Regions from separate parts of the Rattus norvegicus genome. Here region 2 is linked to region 1. A link is a contact called in public Hi-C data. All regions are on one chromosome and are shown on one strand. The core of a region is the stretch at or near the end of the contact, and the rest is flanking DNA. Distances in the headings are between cores, read along the strand shown.

Region 1 (2,551 bases), core at 27-2,526:
CCAAAGGACATAAAACAATTACTCTAAACATCTAATAAAATTAAGCTAGAAAACAGCTATTCTAATGCTCATTCAGAATCTACTACAATTGACCTTGCTATGAACTCTATGCTTTGCAGTACATATATTGTTAAACATGTTAGCTGCTCAGATCTTTTATTAAGGCACGAATCTAAACCAAATGTGCTGATGCACAACGTTAATCTCAGCATTAAAGGGACAGAGGCACAAGCATCTCTGAGAATTAGAGTCCCACACAGTCTACCACAGAAAGTTCCAGGCCAGCCAGGTTTACACAGTGAGACCTGGTACCCTGCTTCCAACAAAAGTAAAGCTACTACACCTGAGAAGGCTGCCTCACTAGGTAGAAGTGGGGCCACACAAACATGCAAGAGTGAAGACCTGAGTGAGTTCAAATGCCCAGAAGTCTTATAAAAGCCTGACTATGTGCTATGTGACATCTGCGATCCCTGTGCGCCCACAGAGAAGTAGGAGACAAAGGCAGAAACTCTGCAGAACTCACAGACCACCAGGCTGGTGGATGGGCTGGAAAAGCAGGCAGGACGCCTGGTATCAACTGGAAAAGAGACTCTCAAACAGGGCGCCAGGCGAGAACCAGCACTCAGGATGCACGCTCACCCACACTCACACGCGGGGATGTGCAGCACGCGTGTGCCTATGCACAACTGTTAGAGGAATTGTTCCAGTACTGTGGAGAAGGTTCATAAAGTTACGTATTCATAAAAGTAGTATTTATAAGATTTGGCACATAGATGGCAAAATGATTCCCTTTTTTTTGGTCAAAGAAACATTGCCCAAGAAAGGTATATCAGAATTTCTGATCCTAATTTCATTATTTTCTTTAAAAGCCACTCATTAAAAAGGCCTCTATAAAAACGTATTTTACAAGTATGTGGGATGTGTTTGTTTCTCTACTAAAACAAGCACAAACTTGAGAAGAGCATATTAACAAGTTGGGAGGAGAGGTAGTTAGCATGCTGGAGACTAGCATTTCTGGCACATGGAACCTGACACAGAATGTCTATCCTCCAGTCATGAGTCATGGATTAGGCTGCCTCTATTTACTGTGAAGCAATCTTTCAGTAAAAGGAGCAGTAGGGAAGAATACAACATGAATAATGACTTGGACAAGTTCCCAGAAGAAACCACAGTGCAGCTAAGTCTGAGAAATGGCACAGTCATACTATACAATATACCAGTGTTCTCTCTTATTAATCACTCCCAAACTTAATGTCAGAGAAAGTGAAAGTCACTCTGCAGCTCTGTACAGTTTCCTGATCTTTGTTGCTCTGGTCTGTGGGTGTACACGCAAGCAAGCACACAAACGGCAGTGTGCAGTGGCAGTCAAAGGCCACCTGCCTCTCTCCCGCCACTGCACGGGTCCCAGGGATTAAAAGTCAGCAGTTATTGGCACCCAATGCTGCACCCACTGAGCTATCTTAGCAGCTCTCAAGTCTTTTCTTTCTTTCCAGACTTGAGTAATAATGAATAAAAATGCATCGTGGATGTGATCAAAGTGATCCAATTGTTGTATCCTTTAACACAGAAAGCTCTCACTTGATACATCCCACCCCAGCACACACACTGACAGACACCAAAAGGCAACACTCTTTACTTTCTGCTGAAAAGTCTACAACTTCCAACACTTGAGGTCCATACACAAACCCCTCCCGGAATCTCCCAACACAGCAGAGGCAAAGAGCAGAGTTTGTGTTACACTGCCCAAAACATAAAATGTCAAATGCCTATGGAAGTCTACGTATCTGCCAAGGAACTCAGACTTTAGCTCTGACAATGAGAAAATCAATGAAGTATCACTAATACACAGATCATCATTTATTTTACAACTGATTATGCAAAAAGAAAAGCCCAAAGGCAGACTGAGCTTGAATCACTGTACATACTTCAAAAAATGTCTGCTGCTGGAAAAACTAACCACACAAAAGTGTGGATTCCTATGAACTGAAACAACAACTGTTTTGTAATTATGTGAAAGAACCAATACATGCACGTGGAAAATAAAAGGTATTAAATAGAAAAATAAACCTCACAAAATAAAATATGGGGAATCCTGTAGTCCAGGGCATATTCTCTAAGAACCAGAAGTTATTGAACATATACGGGGAACATTTTAAAGCACACCTGGAAGGACGTAGACGCAGAGGAAGGGGGGAGAGGGAGGACTGTGGAGCTAAAGCTACTCCAAAGGCAGAGCTTAGTTTGGGCGGCAATGCTGGGATGAGTAAGGCATGCTAGGCAGGAAGGCCGAAATGAATTCTGGTCCAATACTGCAAAATCAAAATAACCATGGAACAGGACTTTCAGAAACCATTCCTATAAAATATTAAACACTTAATCAAGTAAAAGAATTGGATCTGTAATGTTGTTTCACTCTTCTCTAATAACAGGCATTTTTTAAAGGGATAACCCAGGATAAACTGGGCAGTAACCTGAGAATTGAGGTGAAGGCTGGAAGCTTTACATTCAAGGCCAATCTGAGCTACAAGTGAGACAGAGTCTCCAAAACCTG
Region 2 (2,551 bases), core at 31-2,530, 150 kb before region 1:
AAGGATGTCCCACCACGATGCAAGATGCTCTGACACACAGTGTGGTTTTAGTGCACAGCTGCTCTCACAGAGAAGAGAAACGTTCCAAAGTCCAAGAAATGTGCAGTGAGAAAAAAATCGGGACAGAAGGAGGTGAGGTGGAAATCAGTCCCCACGGAGACCTGGGCCTCCTGAAAGGTGTGAGAGCTTACGTTTCGCAACCTCCGGTCTTCCATGTAAAAATCAGTTTAGAATCAAAGAACACTAAATAGCAGAGAGAGAGAGAGAGAGAGAGAGAGAGAGAGAGAGAGAGAGAGAGAGAGAGAGGAGAGAGAGAGAAAGACAGAGTTGAAAAGAAAGTCATTAGCTGTGTCTGAAAATCACCCACAATATGACACAGCGAGGCGAGAAGACAGAAAATGTGAAAGAAGGCTTAAGACCTGGAGCACAACGGGAGCTCTTCTTAATACATGCCCAACCTAGCATCCAGGAAAGAGGAGTGAGATCAGAGAAAAGGCGAGATTTGGACAAAGAAAAAAGATAAATGAGGGGGTTGGGGATTTAGCTCAGTGGTAGAGCGCTTGCCTAGCAAGTGCAAGGTCCTGGGTTCGGTCCCCAGCTCCGAAAAAAAAAAAAAAAAGATAAATGAGTTTCCAGAACTGATGTAGGCCACAGCTGCACGCACATCAGAAACTCCACTGACCGACATTGCCCCATGAACCTGTACGACGGACAGAGACGGTCATTTAAAACTGCAATGTCACCAAACTCAAAAGGAAGACGTTAAGGGAAATAAGAAAAGCAAGATCGATCTCCTGCAAAGAAAACAACTGGATTGTCAGCAGAACCCATTCAGATCCCAGAATCCTGTGTAAGGTGAGCTTCAATGTGAGAAGAGAGAGAGAGAAATGGGTGACACGCACCACGCCCAACCCCTTTTAAGAACGAGTAGAACACAATGAAATTTTTGAAGTAAACATTATGTACGGGCAAGAAAATGAGCGCTCCAAGGTAGTGCGAAGCTTAAGCTTCCTTTGGAACATACTCCAGGGATCTTTTTCTGAGAAAAACAGATTTAATAGGAGGTTAACATTCCCCGAGTTGACAGACAAAGACGGGCTTCTGCGCTCCCGACGCTGGGAACTCAGGAAGCAGCTGAGTGATTGGTGGTTTACAATGTCAGAGAGCAGTAATCACAATGAGCTCCCCACTCTCAATTACTTCCAGCATTGTCTGGCTGGGAGGCTATTCTTGAGAACTGAGATGTTTTTCTAAGCCATATTGTGTAGTTTCCACGTGCTCCGCCTGACTAATGCATTAGTCACAGGTTACAACATGAGAGACTCCATCCTTAACAACCCTGCTTCCCCAGTCCCACGGCCTCCATTCAATTCCCCCCAGCCTGTCTCCCAGACTACTTCTCCCCTTGGCAGAGCGTGAACTGCCTGCTTCTGGAAACCTTTAGCTCTGTCTTCTTTTTTTCCTCTCTCTCTCTCTTTTAATCTCCACATTCTGTCTTATGTAAACATTCACCATAGATCACCCATCCTTTGCTAGACTCCATTGTCTACGGTCAGATAGAGTGTGCCCCCAGCTGCCAAGAGAGCTGAGAGCAGGAGGCGCAAGAGGAAGCATGATGAGGATCTGAGGCAACGGGAGCAAAGAGATCGTAGGCTTTCTGTAGGGTGGGAGAGTGTGGACTAACCCAAGACATGTGGGAGAATGTGGGCTAACCCAAGACCCAAGAATCTGCATCAGCTTGGCAAACGAATGGAGCAGTGTGTGGCTGATGAGAACTGCAAAGGCTCAGGGGACAGTAGCTGCACTGTGGCATCCAGAGCCAGAGAATGTACACAAAGTCATGACAAGAGGTTAGCACGAAGGACAGACTGCACACAGGGCCCGACTGTGCCCAGGTCCCAAAGCAGCAGCATCAAGCCAATGACAGAACTAAAGGCAGAAGAGAAGGTAGACTCCTCCAGCTCACTGTACGCTGTATCTTCTGTCCTTTCTGCTGCTTCTGCGATTCTTGCGTATTTATTCACACAGAGGGGGCTATACTGAAAGCATGATAATCAGAATCAGAAGAACTGTGTACGACATTAACTTAACTTACAGACCACTGACCACGGAAAAGTTCCCTTTTTGACTCCTGACTATTTTATAGCTATAGGGGCTGGGAAAGGTCTTGAAAAGGAGTTTCAAGTTTAGACCACTGATGTCACAATTCTGTATAGTGACCACTGGGGCAAAGACAACATCAACAGGCTGTGCTATGCACAGTGCCCAAGTCCTAAGGCTTTGAGGACCCCAGCCACATTACATCTGATGTGGGAAAGGCACCTGACCCACATATTTACTTCTTTACTTATGTTGTGGTTTTACTGTGTCCCTCTATATGGCCTGGAACCCACTGTGTAGACCAGGCTGACCTTGAGCTTCCAGAGGTCTGCTTGTTTCCATCTCCTGAGTGCTGGGTTTAAAGGTATAGCCCAATACACCTGGCTTATCTTGTATTGGTTTGTCTTGAGACAGGGTCTTCCTGTATTGTTGAGGCTCAAATATCTGGGTT

Evidence for each region. Hi-C and Micro-C count contacts between places; a contact is called where the count stands out from the background.
Region 2: a Hi-C map of Schwann cells shows a contact between it and region 1, with 3 times the contacts expected there. The contact joins two enhancer-like sites. A contact is called at or near these places in 3 of 12 Hi-C or Micro-C datasets (Schwann cells, hepatocytes and mammary epithelial cells) and 1 of 1 datasets of contacts at active chromatin or transcription factors (oligodendrocytes).

The regions. Positions count from the first base shown.
Region 1 is chr20:45,346,631-45,349,181 of GRCr8, reverse strand. The region is part of intron 1 of Cdk19 (cyclin-dependent kinase 19); the gene reads right to left. Among named protein-coding and RNA genes, the nearest start is that of Cdk19, 23 kb to the right of the region's middle. Within about 2 kb of position 1,276, at least 72 of the 93 cell types and tissues checked have an H3K27ac peak or open chromatin away from gene starts, as enhancers often do. A contact at or near this core is called in Schwann cells, where this site is marked.
Region 2 is chr20:45,500,455-45,503,005 of GRCr8, reverse strand. No RefSeq gene overlaps it. Among named protein-coding and RNA genes, the nearest start is that of Slc22a16, 26 kb to the left of the region's middle. Within about 2 kb of position 1,280, at least 44 of the 93 cell types and tissues checked have an H3K27ac peak or open chromatin away from gene starts, as enhancers often do. A contact at or near this core is called in Schwann cells, where this site is marked.